5 separate regions of the Mus musculus genome follow, and regions 1, 3, 4 and 5 are each linked to region 2. The links are chromatin contacts, called in public HiCAR-type, HiChIP or PLAC-seq and Micro-C maps. All regions are on one chromosome and are shown on one strand. The core of a region is the stretch at or near the end of the contact, and the rest is flanking DNA. Distances in the headings are between cores, read along the strand shown. Region 1 holds the start of Asphd2 (aspartate beta-hydroxylase domain containing 2). Region 2 holds the start of 2900026A02Rik (RIKEN cDNA 2900026A02 gene). Region 3 holds the start of Selplg (selectin, platelet (p-selectin) ligand). Region 4 holds the start of Usp30 (ubiquitin specific peptidase 30). Region 5 holds the start of Ficd (FIC domain containing).

Region 1 (3,062 bases), core at 119-2,618, 830 kb after region 2:
CCCGGGATCGGCAACCGTCCTTAGTGCATTTTACAGGCTCTCAATCTATGTAAGACATATTCATGGTCTGATCATTTGTTCTCGGCCTATGGCACCGATTGTGGAGGCCCTGGAGTTTACAACGGGAGGTGGGTCTGGTTGCAGGAAGTAGGCGGGAGAGGTGGGTTTTGAAGGACAGACTGACCCTGGTTTTGCCCCAATTTCCTGAGCCTAGATCACACGCTTACAAGTGTAGCATCCCTCCATGCGTTTTCTGCCATAACGGACTGAAAACTTTTGACCTGTGAGCCCAGGTGAGCTTTCCCACCTCCATTGGTTTCTGTCAGGTGTCTTGGTGGCGTCCCCGCAAAAGAACCTTGCTGAACCAATGACGCGTTTTGAGTCACTGTATTAAAATAAAAAGTGGTGGTGGGGGGGGGGGGGGATGCTATTCTACTCCTGGAATTGTAACAAGGGCTTAAGGGACTAAGATGGAGACTCCAGGGCATGGAGTGGGTTCTGAGTCAGGAAACAGGGGTCCTGGGTGAAGCAAGTGGGTTCTCTATCACCAACTGTATAAGTGCGAGCTTGGGTGAAGGGCAGGGGGCTTCTGGGACAGACCCGAGGTGATTTTATCCTGGACAAAAATGAGGATTCTAGGCCAGGACAAAGATGCATGCTGGGATTGGAAGCAGTAGGTTCGAGGACAGACACAGATGGGCTGTGGGCTGGCATCCCACCCCACGCTCCCAGAACGCCCATGCACTGTTCCAAGGAGCCCACGCTTCCCTGGGCGCTCGCAGCGCGGTGTCCCTAGGCCAGGCTGAGCAGCCCCTTTCCCTCCAGTGAACTGGGCAGAACTGGCCGTGGCTAGCTAGACTGGGCCTCCCTGTGGGCAGGCGCCAGGTCTGCAACAGCTCCAGTCAGCAGCGCCCAGGCGGGGCCGGGAGCCGCGGATCTTCCAGGCTGTTCCATTTGCAATTTCATCCCACGTGTCCGCGGGGCCTCAGAAGTGTGTGTGGGATTCATCACAGGCAAGAGGGGCGAGGGGAAGGACACCAAGGGGAGGAGATGCGGAAGGGAGGACCGAGCGGAGGGGATGCAGGAGGGAGGGAGGGAGGAACAAAGGCGTCTGATAGGCGAAGCCCCCGGACCTGATGCGCGCACCCGATGCTCGGTGGGGCGGGACGCGCGGAGCCCCCCGCGGGTACGCGCGGCAGATGCATGCGCCGGGGGTCCCGCCCCGCCCCGCCGCCCCCTCCCCGCCGCCAGGCGCGCGCGGCATTGTGGGAGTTGTGGTCCTCGGGGTGGCGGAGCGCAGCGCGGGCGGCACCGGCTCGGCGGGGCTCGCGGCTCCGGCCGGGCGGCGGCTGCGGGCGCGGCAGGGGGCGGCCGCGTCCCTGGGGCAGTGGCGTCGCCCGGGTCCCCGCAGCCGCCCGCGCAGGTAAGCGGGGTCTCCAGGGCTGCGGGGCAGAGGAGGACGATGCTAGGGGCGCCCGCGCCTGCATCCCGGGCCGGCCCAGGGCCCGCGGTCGCCTAGCACCGGCTGCGTGCTGAGTGCCTCTCGAGCTGGACCGCGCAGCGCAGCATCACCCCCACCTTTTCTCCTCCCCCTCTTTCTCTCTTTCCAGCTTCCTCCTTCGCCTTTTCCCCTGATCCCCCATCCTCCTCAGCATCACCCACTTTGACCCACCTCCCTGTCCCGAGAATTGTCACGCGCCCTAAACCTCCTTCCCACTTTTCCAGGTAACCCTCACCTCACCATCTCTTCCCCTGACTACCTGCGTTAACGCATCTTTCTGACCTCTTCTGTCGTACTCTCTCCAGGGCCTGTGACACTGGCGGGAGACTGTGAGGAGGAAGGTCCCTAGAGGGGAGGGCTTGTCTCCGGACAGTTCTCTGCGCCCCCTGGTAGAGAGGATAGCAAGCAACACAGCTACCCCCTATCCTCTCCTGTGGTGTGCTGTACCTTGCGGGGGGGGGGGGGGGTTCGGGGTCGCCTGGCTTCACCTCAGGGTGACCCGGTCTCTTTGTCATCAGAAAGCTTCCTGAGCTGGTCATCTGATCCGGGTTAACTGGGTCAAGTGGAGACTGTCTCCCCAGGCATTCCTCACGTCAGAAGTTATCTTTGATCGGACTTGAATTTGTCCTTTATTCCCCAGAGCCGGCTGATCTTTGAGATCTGAGGTTCGGGGCTGCATGATGCCCGTTCCTGATGGGAACTGATCTGTGAAGAGAGCCAGAAGTGTGTGTGTCTACCTATTATCCTGATGCCACACACTCTACCAAAACCAGAGTTTGTTCTCTTGTCACAAATCAGCTCTGGACTTGTGTGTCCCTCCCTGGGCGAAGGGGCCGCCAGCCTCCTGGAACTCAAGTGAGTGGCAGGTCCCAGCTCCTTCTCTTAGTGCTGGATTTGGTCATGTGGAGAGGTTAGGCTCTCTCCTTGCTGAATGTTTACTGCTCTGTCTAAGGGAGGGCTCTTGTTTGCTTTGTCCGGAGCAAGCAAGGCTGTTCTGAGGAGGGGAAGGGCTGGCAGTGGAGAGGTATCCTATCCATCTGCTTTTGACATGAGCAGGTTGGTGGGAACTCGGTTTCTTGAGTCAGTTATTACCACTGACTGGGGCTCAGGACATCCGAAGAAACCTGGCTGATGAAAGCAGTTTTGGAGTTACAGTTTCCTCAGAGTCTATGAACACCAGGTGAGAGTCTCACATAGAATCTTGGGAACCCTGGGCTTTCTCAAAGAGCAGGTGCCAAAAAAGGCACCTTTCTGGGGCTTTTCCCCTTTTTCCTAAAGAGGAAACCGTCAGGGCTGATGGTATCACCCATGGAGGAGGGTGGGTGTTAAGCTTAACACCGGCTCAGCAGCTCGAGAAGAAGCTGACTTCTCCTCTCCCTGTTCCTGTACTTTTCCTAGAAGCCTAAGAGTTCCATGAATATTCAGTGTGCGTGTTTTTGACTTCCTAAACATTATAGTCAAGTGATGCTTTATTCAGCCGACACCAGGATGGTGCCAGTAGGTGAGGCATGAGCACCAGCAGTTTTCCTTGACTCCAGGAGTGGACATCACTCTCAGTCAG
Region 2 (2,915 bases), core at 319-2,818:
CCAGCACTTGGGAGGCAGAGGCAGGTGGATTTCTGAGTTTGAGACCAGCCTGGTCTACAGAGTGAGTTCCAGGACAGCCAGGGCTACACAGAGAAACCTTGTCTCAAACAAAACAAAACAAAAGAAAGGAATAAACCATGTCCCATTTCTCAGGGGAGCATGAGTCATAAATATGATTCAATTTACACATGCGATGTTTCTCCCTAATGCTGGTGAAGTCCCGTGAGAACCTGGATCCATCAGCTCCCTCAGAGCGGAGTCCCCAGAGCCCAGCATAGAAAAGGTACTTAGCAAAGATGCATAGGCTGGCAGGGTAGCGTTCCAGAGATGTTCCAGCTACTGGGGTAAAGGAAGGGACTTGAGGAGAGAATGGGTTGAGTTCAGGAGCTCAAACCTGAGCAACAACATAGGGAGCCTCTGGGGAGAGGAAGAGGACTGGAGCACGAGGAGCTCGTTAGTGGTGGAATGCATCACTTTTGTAAGCCTAGAATTTATTTATTTTGTTTCTTTTTTTTAATTAGGAGCTCGTTAGTGGTGGAATGCATCACTTTTGTAAGCCTAGAATTTATTTATTTTGTTTCTTTTTTTTAATTAGGTATTTTCTTATTTTACATTTCAAATGCTATCCCAAAAGTCCCCCATACCCTCCCTGTCCCACTCCCCTACCCACCCACTCCCACTTCTTGGCCCTGGTGTTCCCCTGTACTGAGGCAGATAAAGTTTGCAAGTCCAAGGGGCCTCTCTTCCCAATGATGGCTGACTAGGCCATCTTCTGCTACATATGCAGCTAAAGACACGAGCTCTGGGGGTACTGGTTAGTTCATATTGTTGATCCTCCTATAGGGTTACAGACCCCTTTAGCTCCTTGGGTACTTTCTCTAGCTACTCCATTGTGTTTCATCCAATAGCTGATTGTGAGCATCCACTTCTGTGTTAGCCTCACAAGAGACAGCTATATCAGGGTCCTTTCAGCAAAATCTTGCTGGTGTATGCAATGGTGTATTTTATTTCTTATTGGTTATTTTATTTATTTACATTTCCAAAGTTATCCCCCTTCCCAGTTTCTCCTCCGTAAATCCCCTATCTCATCCATCCTTCCTGCTAGCGTTAATTTCCAACATGGTGTCCAACTTCCTCCAACTCCAGTTTCTGGGAATTTGTTGCCCTCTTCTGGCCTCTGTCAGCACCTGCACTTACGTGCACATATACACATATATCTAACAATAAAAGAAATAGTTTTGTTTTTAAGAGAAAGGAATATAAAAAGAAAGAAAAAAACCAAAACCATAGTGGTCGATATGATTAATGAAAACGAACAAGACAGCTGGTCAGGAATGCGCAGTAGCAGGGCCCTTGGTGGGCAATGCTCTGTCACCCCACCTCGGGGCACACAGTAGGTGCCTTGGCCGGCACCGTGGCGCAATGCCGCTTCCACCCGGCAGGGGGCGCGCCCCACATAGTCTCGCGGCTCCGGGCTCCCGCGCTCCGCCCCTCGCCGCTCTGCGCAGGCGCCACCGGGTGCGGTTGCCACGGCGACGGGGCGCTTCCCGCCCGAGCCCCGCCCCCCAGCGGCGAGGCTGCGCGCGCCGCGGCAGGTGCGGGCGGGCAGGTGCGGCGCCGGCGGGCCACTGCGGTAGGTGCGCGGAGGGCGCGGGGGCGCGCGGGCGGGCCGCGGGGGCGCGCGGAGACGCACGGGGACGCCCACTCCTGCCCGCGGGGCCGCGTGTAAAGTTGGCAAAGTTAGCGGAGGGAGGGCGAAACGGAGAGCGGGAGGAGCCGCGTGCGGAGTCCGGCTGCGGACTTGCTGGGGGAGGGGGGTGGATCCCGTTGAATCTGCGGCCGGGGAATGTCGGCGAAGGATGCCTAGGGCTGGCCCCCCGCTCCCTCCACGCGCGTCCGCGGCTCGCGCGTGTCTCGGGATCGCGCTGTGCAGGCCAGGGCTGACCCTTCCTCTGGCGGGGAAGCCGTGGCCTTTTGCTTTCGGAGGGACGGCGCCTGTTGCAGAGAGCTGTCCCCTCGAGGGCCTGCGGCTGGCGCTGGAGCCTGCGCCCTGTCCCCGGGGTCGCGCCCTCCGGGGTGGCGCGCGCACTGCCCTGGTCCGCGGTGACAAAGATGTGTAACTTGGACTTTCTTCCACTGGGGCGAGTTGCGGCTCCAGGCCACGCACAGAGAAGCGCTGGGACTGGTTAATCAGTAATCGGGACTCTAGGTGGAGGCTTCAAGCGGCCAACTTTCTCTTTGCCACCCCGCAGGGCAGGCGTGCGGCCAGGGCTGGGCTCTGCAGACACCGGTGCCTTGGTGGGTTCAGGGGAGACTTGAGGGCTTGGCAGGGGCGCACTTAGGCCCGAGAAGTGCAGAGTCTGGACGCGTGGTCCAGCCTTGCCTGCAGCTGTGTGCAGGGGTACATCGGAGTCAGCTTGGACCAGCCCAGAGCAGGTCAGAATCTGTTCTTCAGGGATGACTTTCTAGCCGTCTAGCCTGCTCCACGTCTTTGTTGATTTGTGATGTTGGGGAGCACCCTCACCCCAGACTCTGAGCTATACAGCCCCGCCCCCCCCCCCACAGAGTCACCAGAGGGCAAGGGAGTTCAGAGGTCAGTTGTGCATCCCTGGCATCTGACCCCTGCTAGCATCACCAGGAATCACCTAACCAACACACGGGATGAGCTGCCTCCAAACGAGTATGTCCGTTCATCAGTCATTCATTCATTAACAAATGGTTCTGTGTCAAGCACTAGGCTGAAAGTCAAGCCCGGAGGAGTGAACCCTGGGTCAATCTGGACGGAGAATGGGACAGCAGAGGAGGGGGCGTGGCTTGGGGCAAGAGGAGGATCATGGTCTGGGGCAGAGAAGGGTGTCAGGAATTGAACCCAAGTCCTCAGGCTTGTTGGCAAGCCCCTTTATCCACTGAGTCAT
Region 3 (3,082 bases), core at 150-2,649, 610 kb before region 2:
TATGGCCTTCTCTCTACAAGAGTCCTGAGCCTGGCTTTGCAAAACTGCAGGGCAGACCCTGGAGGCTAATCCCTTTGTCCACTTCCAGATCCACACTGTGCATGCTTGACCTCCAGTCTTTACCTCATCTATCTCACCTCATCTCCTGCCTGACCCCGTAGCTCACCCTGGAGTGTCGCTTTTACTGGAGGGTATGTGGTCATGGTCTACCAGCCTGTTTACTGGCTGGCCTCACCATCCCATGGACAAGGGGGATTGTATGAGACCAAGGCTGCTGATCAACCTGAGATACAGGCAAAGGAAATCTGTTGGGCAAAGGAACAGATAAGGGAGAAATCCATTGGGGAATGACCCTCCCTGTCTGGCGAGTCCTTGACTGTTGGATTTTTCATGGAGCAGTTAAGACAGGGTCTTACTTTTTTGTTGGTTTGGTTTGGTTTGGTTTTTTGGTTTTTTGAGACAGGGTTTCTCTGTGTAGCCTTGGCTGTCCTGGAACTCACTCTGAGATCAGGCTGGCCTCAAACTTAGAAATCTGCCTGCCTCTGCCTCCCAAGTGCTGGGATTAAAGGTTCGAGCCACCACTGCCTGGCGAGTAACTTTAGCCCAGGCTAGCCTCAGACCCACAGTACTCTTCCTGCTTTGGCATCCCCACCACTAAGATTAAAAGTGAGAGCCACTACACCCAGTTATGTAGAACCCTGTGAGAGGAAAAGCCTCGTAGCCCCAGAGAAAGGAGGATCCTGAGGCCAAGCTGAGCTGTGGAGACGTGGAGAGGTTGGGGAGTATGCACAAGAATGCATGTGACTCACACACAAGCACATGTACAAACACACGTGTACATGCATGCACACACGTACACAAATGTGCATATACACATGTATACACACATGCACACATGAGCATGCACATGTACAAATGCATGCACATACACACATGAGCATACACATGTACAAATGCATGCACATACACACATACATACACACATGTGCACACAAGCACACACGTGTGCACACACCAGCATGCACACACACAAAAAACACTCTATGCATAAGCTCCAAAAAGGTGGGTGATTTGCAGTTCCTGCCCCTCTGCCTCCCATTCTCCATCTCCATTGAGACCCTCCCTCCCTTCTGTCTGGCCTTTGCCTCCATGGCAGGGGTTCTCTCTGGTTGCCTCTCTCCAGTTGCCCATAGAACAAGGCTGTGACTCTTCTCTGAGGTCTCATGTAGAGGTCCCCTCACAGTAAGCACCCCCCATACCTTCCTTGAACTTTCAAGATTGTTATCAGTCCCAACAAACCGCCATCACACTGCCCACCCAGCTTTAATCAGACTTGTCACCAAAGCTGTCACAAACAAGGGGGTGTGGGCGCGTCACGTGACCAGCCTGAGTAACCTCATTCTCGCTTCCTTCTTCCACACCCTGCCGTTGGGGGTTGGCGGGCAGATTGGGACCACAAGTGTCTGGCAGTGTGGACTGGGGCCCTGTCACTGAGGCAGAGTCGTTTGCTTCTGGGCCCTGAGGCAGCTGCCCCATGCTCTGTTGGGCACGGTAAGTCTGATTCGAAAAACCATGGGGAGTGGCTGGGGGCCCAAGGGACAAGGAGCCCGCCTTTGCAAGGTGCCTGGGCCCTTGTGAGTGGTGCTGACGTTCTGGGCCGAGGTCTCCCAGGAGACTTGGGCTTCTCCATCCTTAGCTGAAAATGCTCAGCTACTGCCTGTTTACCAGGCTGGCCTTGCAGTCTCTGTGTGGAGGCTCAGAGAAGCCCGGGTCCTCTGCCCTGAAACTATCCCACCCTTCCTCTCAACTGTGGGAAGCTCAAGGCCAGAGCTGAGACTGAGTCTGGACGAGTCGTGGAGTTTGTCTCAAGGTTGTTAAGGCATGAAACATTCTTTGGGATACTCTCTCTCTCTCCTCCTCTTCCCTCCCTCCCTCCCTCCCTCCCTCTCTCTCAAATCAGATATGGTCTCCATTTGTTCATAGGCTAGCCTGGAACTCTATGTAGCCCAGGCTAGCCTCTTGCCTTGGCCTCATGCTAGGGTTATATAGGGTTATATAGGTTATATGCACCACCATACCAGCCTTCTTGGATCTAAATTTTTATTTTCATTTATTATTATTTATTAACTATTATTTGCATATGAGCATATGGCATGGGCACTTGTGCGCATGAGCAGGCACATGAGTGTTATGCAGTATGTGTGGAGGTCAGAGAATAACTTGGGGGAGTCAGTTCTCTCCCACAGTGGGTTCTGGGAACTGAACTCAGGTCAGCAGGCTTCCCCAGCAAGCACTTTGACCCTCAGAGCCATCCAGCCTCCACTTTAATCCCTTTTTTCTTATTTATTTATTTATTTATTTATTTATTTATTTATTATATGTAAGTACACTGTAGCTGTCTTCAGACACTCCAGAAGAGCACATCAGATTTTGTTACAGATGGTTGTGAGCCACCATGTGGTTGCTGGGATTTGAACTCAGGACCTTTGGAAGAGCAGTCGGCAATCTTAACCGCTGAGTCATCTCACCAGCCCTGCCTTTTTTTTTTTCTTAATTAAATCAGATTGAGAAAACAGTACTTGTTCATAGGAAATTGTTTTTTTAAGTTGGTATTATCATTATCATTGCTATTATTTTATTATTATTATTAATTTTTTTCGAGACGGGATTTCTGTGTAGCCCTGGCTGTCCTGGAACTCACTATGTAGACCAGGCTAGCCTCAAACTCAGAAATCCACCTACCTCTGCCTCCCAAGTGCTAGGATTAAAGGCCTGTGCCACCACTGCCTGGCTTAGTCTTATTATTTTTAAAAGTTTTATGTGTGTGTTTTGAGAGCATGTCTCGAAGAAAAAAAAAGAGAGAGAGAAAGAAAGAGAAAGAGAGCATTCATGTCTGAGCATCACATGTGCGCAGTGCCTTATGAGGTACAGATGGATGTGAGCCTCCATGAGTGCTGGAGATCCTGGTCCTCTGAATGCTCTGAACTGCTGAGCCATCTCTTCCGGGCTCAGTGTTTTTGAGAAAATCGCACGTAGCCAAGGTTGGCCCCAAACATACCGTGTAGCCAAGGATGACCTTAAT
Region 4 (3,131 bases), core at 472-2,971, 880 kb before region 2:
TGCTCGCATGGCTTCTGGTGACCTCAACTCTGGTTTTCACATTTGTTGCTTATGCAATAGGCAGTCGAACACCTGAACCATCTCCCCAAGCTCTCCCTATTTACTTAATTAGGGTTTTGTTGTTGTTGTTGTTGTTGTTGCTCAGGCTGGCTCTGAACTCAAGAGTCCTCCTGGCTCATGAGCAATTCGTGACAGAGCGGTGGCACCAGGCCTGGCTTTAAAAATGGATTTCTCTTTGAGAATACGAAACAATACCACAAGAGGACATCTATATGTTCATACGATTAAAGATTTCTTCGTTCCAGGCTAGACTTGAAGGTGGACACTATTCTTTTTTCCCACAATTAAGAAAACTGCAGCAGTAATTCAAAACACAATTTTATACAAAGTTCTGTATCTCCAAGTAAGGCAACCCACACATACGTGCAACGTGTGTGTAACATGTACCCACATATATGTTGCATGTGGACATGTGTGTAATACGTTCTTACCTAATGCTTGGACTATATGAAGTTGATCACCTCCCCTGGTACCAGGGACTGACCCTAGCTAGGGCCTTATGCAGGACAGACAAATGCTCTACCACTAAGATCTGTCCCCCTAATTCTGCCTGCATGAATATTGGTCTCAGCTGAATAAACACTCCCTGAAAAGGATCACTAGTGACAACAGCAATCGTCAGACAACGGCCAGCATTCTCCGATGTCACAGCTAATTACCAGTTTCAAATCTTTTTGTTCTTCCAGGGTGAGTCCATAGAATGTGCACAGACCTTGGCTTAAAAAGCAGTCAGCGGGAGAAGGAGGGGGCCAGTTACAGCACACCTGCTCGGCACACACTCAACGAGGGAAACCGAGGCATGGTGTTGATTGACTAGTTCTTCTGCAGAACCGTACCATGAAGACGGTACGTGAGCCTGAGGGTGAGATTAAGCTGGCCACCAGCCCTGCTCTCAGGTCAGCTGTTAGGCCGCAAGGCCCAATCAAGCCTTCCTTCCCACCTGGTAAAATAGGGCCGCTGGGCGGAATAAACACGGGGTGGGGGGCTTCAGAGCCGGATAAGATGCTGTTAGACCTGCCCCGGTATCCAAGGTAGCCAACCCAAGCAACAGGTCCCAGCAGTCAGGGTGAGCAACGGGGGTGTGGCCCCAGGCCTTGGGAAGATCAACCGGGCTGGGGTGCAGACGGGGGTCCTAGCAGGAACGAAGAGCCTGGAATTGTCACAGCCTGGGGAGCTCAGCGGCTGGGAGCCTTCGGAAGCTTGGGAACCGGAGCGGTTTGGGATGCAGAAGTGAGAATCTCCAGCATGGCAGAGGTGGGAGACCGGCATCTGACAAACTGCGGGGGAGCAGCGGCGTGCAGATTGTGTGCCCGGAGCCCGAGTCTGGGGTCACCGCGAGGGGCTGCGGGGCGTCGCAGGCCGCGGCCACAGCAGGGACGAGGAGGCGACGCCGGGCCGCGGCCTCCGCCTCGGCCGGGTCCGCGCAGGCCTGGAGGCCCTGCGGCCGCCACCGCCACCCCGCACCCCCACCCACTCACCTGACGGCCGCCCCGGTGCGCAGGAAGCGCTGCAGGGCCTTGTCGGCCGCCGTCCTCGCCGCCTGCGCCCGGGAACTTAGCATCGCGCTCGCTGCCGCCGCCGCTACCGCTGCCGCCGCCGCCCCCCGCTCGCCCGCCCGCCGCAGCGGAATGAGGAGCCCAAGACAGGAGGCTCGCAAAGTGGAGGAACCCGCGGTGGCGACCCCGCTTCGGCGGAGGGGGGAAGAAGCCAGGAGGACGGACCGGAAGTTAGTCACACCGGACTGAAATAGTGAACGGACGACCCCTCCCCGGTTCCTTTGCTCCTAGCAACCGCAGCCTGATTCGTTGCTAAGGGAGGTTTCCCGGGGCCCGGGGACCACTTCGGAAGCTATGAGCCTTCGCATTTGCTCCGCCTCCAGGACGGAGCTTGGTTCATGTGGAAAGGCTGTTATTAAACTGGAAAATTTAAAAATAGATGGCTCTAGCTTTGATTTTTTAAAATGTGGGGTTAGCAAGATGGCTCTGTAGGTAAAAACAGCTGCCCCCAAATCTCACACCCTGAGTTCAGTGCCCAGAACCATACAGTAGAAGAGAACCAAAGTTATCAGGACCTTCCTATGTGTGCTGTGGTGCGCAACACACACACACGCGCGCGCGCACAAACACATGCACACATACACATGCATATGCCTGCACTTACACTCGTATATGCACACACATACACCTGCACACACGCATGCACATTTATACATAGATGCACACTTCACAATACACACACATGCATATGTGCACACATGCACACGCACACACACACGTATATATATACACATGCACACTACACATACGCACACATATGCACAGTATATATACCCATACACGTATACACATACATGCATGCATTCACATGCACACAGCACACATATACACGCGTGCACACACACACACCTATAAACATACAGATACATACAAATACATGCAAACACATGCACATACACTTGCATGCACATGTGCACACATATATACACATGCATACACAAGTGCACAGACACACAAATGCAATAAATTAAAATGCAGTGTCTTAGAAATCTGTTTCTATTAGGTTTATACAAAGTCCTAAACAGTCCCACACAAATGTTTGTGAATTCACTCTTTAAAACAGCAAAACATGGAAACAAACTAGATATTTATCAGCTGCAAATCTCCCTCTGTCATACATACAATAAAAAAGGTGTTAGAATTTTTAGATTCCTCTCTTGTGTGGGCATGCTGCTGTATGTGCTGCAGATCTTTATACCATTTCTCTTCTCAAAGCCGAACTGTGTGTGTTGAGTAACTCCCCCTTCCTGTCTTCTGTTCTAGTAATTTCCATTCTATTTCTATTCCTGTGAGGTTGAGGTTGGCTGTCTCAGGACAGGAGTCGCTCAGAGTTCTTTGGTGACTGTCTTAGCTCACTTGGCATAAAGTCTTTTTTTACAGGAAAGTAATATTCCATTGTAAGTACTAGTTTCTCTCTCCTGTCCATGTCTCAATGGACATTCAGGTTGTTTCCACTTCTTGGCAATAAACTCGGGCACATAACCCTCTCTTTCTGGTCTTGTTTTCAGCCCTTCC
Region 5 (3,203 bases), core at 629-3,128, 510 kb before region 2:
CCTGGGCCCTTGTGCATGCATACCAGACAGGTGCTATCAGAGCTATGCCCCTGCTTCTAATGATGTGATTCCATTGTGGTGATGTGTGGTTGTCACCCCTGGGGACAGTGTGCCGCTGGCATCCAGGTAGGCTGCTGTAACACTCACTGTGCACACGGGGCATGCTTTGCACTGAGCTCTGTGCTTCGAGGGTGAGCACCCACCCACACTCAGCTTCCCTGAGTTCCTGGACCGCTCTCCAGTCCCATCCCCAGTGGTTTCTGGCCAGAGGGAGCACTGTTCTCAGGTGCTCTTCCTTGAACCACCCCCATGTAGATCTGAGGTGCAGCTCAGGGCCCACCCTTTGTGTGTCTCCCTCCAAATGCTGGGACACCCGTTCTCAGTCACTCATCAGACTGGAGTTCCGGACTGTCTCATTCACTGGGACGCCCTCATGCTTACACACACACAAACTGACAAGGCCAACCAAGTTGGCCAGCACACTCACCTGGAGACGCCGTAGTCTTGACTGTCAGCAGCCCTGCATCCCTGGAGGAGACACTGAGCTCTGTGCATAGGCTGGTGCACTTGGGGACCACAGGCTGTGCCCTGTCCAGTTTGCTCCTGAGCAGGTGGAAACCTCTGAGCACAGCCAGGCAATGCTCTTCCACAACTCCCAGCGGCAGCAGCAGAGCCAGCAGCGACCCCAGAGCCATGCTCAGCAGCGCCATCCACAGGAAACGGCCCCAGACGGAGACCCATTTGGGTTCGGCCACTGCCACCACCGACGCCATTGGCATGAGTATCATCTGGACTGAGGGCTGGGCCCAGAGCACTCGACACAGAGGAAAAGCTGGACCCTGCAAGGAACCAAGCATTGTAAAAGAATGAGGCAGTGGGAGTGGACCCGTTCCCAGATGGAGAGACCAGACACAGAATCGTCACACTTTCTAATTCATTAGGGACCACGGAAATGGGGGAGGGGTCTCATGGTGCAGGGCCAGCCTGGGAAGATTCATCCTAACCCATAGCTCCTCCGGGGTAGAGTGATAGGACTCTAATGCATTTATATATATTAACTTTCATAATCTCAGCCTACAACCCCAGGAGGTGATGTTTCCACACCGCCCTCCCCAGAGGAGATGCAATCAGAACTCAGAAAAGTGAAGTCGGGGACTTTTCAGCCCCCCTCTTAGTCCACTAGTCCACCACAAGCGACTATTGCCACAGGACACCTAGTGTTTGGGCTGTAACTCCTGCATACGCCCCTGGACACACACCACAATCTTCGATAAGGACAAATGTCTGGTGTCCTGATGTTACCATATGAATACCGACAGCCTCGGTGACCAATGTTGTGTCCCTTCTGCCCTTCCTTCCCTGGCTTGTCCATCATAGACAGGGAAACCCAAGGCCTGGCCAACAACAGTGGGTGATGATGCCCTACCTCAGCGAGGGCGAACACAAGCTTGGGGGCTGGCGGGGGATGGGGGGGGGGAGCGAGGGATCAGGTATGCAAATGCCATCTTGCCAACAATAAGCATTTATTGGGCAACTATGGTGTGCCGGACACTGCGCTGCCGGCCAGCCTTGCACGCTGTCAGCCCCCTTGCGAAGAGCGAGCAAGCTACCTGTAGCTCCCGGTTTACAGATGAGGGATGACGCCGTTCTGACAGGCGGCGCCGGAGCTCCGGGGCCTGACCCGCCACGTCATCACTTCGCGCGGCCTGTGCAGCGGCTCGAGCCCAGCAGACTTCGGCTTACTCCCGAAGCGGGGGGTGGGGTGGGGGGTGGAATGAGGCTGCCGCGAGCTCCCGCTACGAACCGGCCCAGGGCTCGTGCCCGCCTCCAGCATCCAAACCCGCGCGGCCGTTCCCCGCAGCCGCGGTCGCAGGCCCCGCCCCCACCACCTCGCCCCGCTCCCGTCGCCTCGCCATTGGACGGACGGCCGCCCTTGCCGCGGCGGATTGGCTGTCTCGACTTGTCCATCCGCCGCGCTTCCGGGTTCTAGAGCTAGCTAGAGCATCCCCCCGGGAAAGGCGCGCCGTGTGCCGCTTCCATTGGCTGTCGCTTGTGTGCATGGGGCGGGGTCGAGGCCACCGGCTAGGGCGAGCATTTGCGTCCTGTTTTCCCGTCCCAGCATCTGCTACCTTCCTGGGCCTCCACCTAGGCTCTGTGTGCTTCAGTTTCTCTGGTGTGCAATGGCAGTAGCCACATCACCAAACGTTTCCCACTTCTTAGTCCCGGTTTCACCGTTTGTCCCTTTTCTTTACCCCCTTTCTTGTCCTCTCTAATCTACTTTTGTTTTTGAGATGGCTTCGCACCGTGTAGACCAGGCCTGGCTAGGAATTAATTCACGGTGTAGCCCAGGTTGGTCGGGACTTACTGTGTAGCCCGAGCTGGCTTAGTATTCAACCCGGGTCATTTTGAGCCAACATGCCCTCCTGACCTTTTTTAGTTTGCATTCTCTGGAGCGGCTGGCTATGGCTTTTTGTTTACCAAATTAAGTTTTCTTTGGTGCAGAGGGCAGGGCTCCCATCTCAACCCACAAATATTGAACCGGAAGCTCCCAGGGCCTGCTTTGAGAGGTTACTGGGCACACTCTGGAGTCAGACGGCCCACAGATTCAGATTTTTGCCCTCAGTCTCTTGTGATCTTGGATCAGTTTTCTCAACGGCAGAATGGGACAACAGCTCACATCTCTTAATTAAAAAAAAAAAAAAAAGTTCGTGTGCGCGCACGTGCACAGAGATCAGTTTGCAAACCTGGGCTTTCTCCTTCTACCATATGGGTTTGTGGATTGAACGCAGGTCACCAAGTTTGGCTCCTACCTGCCTTAGCCCTCAGGTTCTGGATTTGGGACTCTTTTCATGGAGCCACACAGCCCTGGGTTCGCATCCCAGCTCTGCCACTAGCAGACTGACTTGGTGGTGTCAATCTACTTTACTGATCTGTCACCTGCAGGTAGCTTAAATTGGTCTGGGACTCACTGTATAGGCCAGGCTAGCCCCAACCTCCCGCCTCTGCCTCTGCCTTCTGAGTGCTGGGATTAGAGGCATATACCACCAAATCCGGTTTCAGCCTGCTTTCTTATAGAACCCCCTGACCAGCCCAGGGATGGCTCCACCCACAATGGGCGGGGCCTTCCCCCATCAATCATTAATTAAGAAAATGCCCTACAGTTGGATCTTATGGAAACATTGTTCTCAATTGAAGTTCCTTTC

What was found. Hi-C and Micro-C count contacts between places; a contact is called where the count stands out from the background. HiCAR-type assays count read pairs that join an accessible place to other places. HiChIP or PLAC-seq counts read pairs in DNA pulled down with a chosen protein or histone mark.
Region 1: a contact with region 2 is called in a HiCAR-type map of astrocytes, with 4 times the contacts expected there. The contact joins the promoter of Asphd2 here to the promoter of 2900026A02Rik in region 2. A contact is called at or near these places in 2 of 484 Hi-C or Micro-C datasets (both in embryonic stem cells) and 2 of 115 datasets of contacts at active chromatin or transcription factors (astrocytes and forebrain).
Region 3: a contact with region 2 is called in an H3K4me3 HiChIP or PLAC-seq map of embryonic stem cells, with 7 read pairs. The contact joins the promoter of Selplg here to the promoter of 2900026A02Rik in region 2. A contact is called at or near these places in 1 of 39 promoter capture datasets (embryonic stem cells) and 1 of 115 datasets of contacts at active chromatin or transcription factors (embryonic stem cells).
Region 4: a contact with region 2 is called in a FOXA1 HiChIP or PLAC-seq map of pancreatic cancer cells. The contact joins the promoter of Usp30 here to the promoter of 2900026A02Rik in region 2.
Region 5: a Micro-C map of embryonic stem cells shows a contact between it and region 2, with 4 times the contacts expected there. The contact joins the promoter of Ficd here to the promoter of 2900026A02Rik in region 2. A contact is called at or near these places in 2 of 39 promoter capture datasets (embryonic stem cells and hippocampal neurons), 1 of 15 datasets of contacts at CTCF or cohesin (embryonic stem cells), 7 of 484 Hi-C or Micro-C datasets (the N1E-115 cell line, embryonic fibroblasts and embryonic stem cells), 2 of 115 datasets of contacts at active chromatin or transcription factors (astrocytes and embryonic stem cells) and 1 of 9 other capture datasets (embryonic stem cells).

The regions. Positions count from the first base shown.
Region 1 is chr5:112,393,079-112,396,140 of GRCm38.p6, reverse strand. It overlaps Asphd2 (aspartate beta-hydroxylase domain containing 2), which reads left to right and starts at 1,368. Exons shown (of 6, transcript NM_001357013.1): 1 at 1,368-1,423; 2 at 2,142-2,356; 3 at 2,558-2,681.
Region 2 is chr5:113,219,929-113,222,843 of GRCm38.p6, reverse strand. It overlaps 2900026A02Rik (RIKEN cDNA 2900026A02 gene), which reads left to right and starts at 1,568. Exons shown (of 13, transcript NM_001375886.1): 1 at 1,568-1,633.
Region 3 is chr5:113,828,818-113,831,899 of GRCm38.p6, reverse strand. It overlaps Selplg (selectin, platelet (p-selectin) ligand), which reads left to right and starts at 1,399. Exons shown (of 2, transcript NM_009151.3): 1 at 1,399-1,551.
Region 4 is chr5:114,098,923-114,102,053 of GRCm38.p6, reverse strand. It overlaps Usp30 (ubiquitin specific peptidase 30), which reads right to left and starts at 1,721. Exons shown (of 13, transcript NM_001033202.3): 1 at 1,539-1,721. The coding sequence starts at 1,621.
Region 5 is chr5:113,734,457-113,737,659 of GRCm38.p6, reverse strand. It overlaps Ficd (FIC domain containing), which reads right to left and starts at 1,878. Exons shown (of 3, transcript NM_001010825.3): 1 at 1,611-1,878; 2 at 488-839. The coding sequence starts at 788.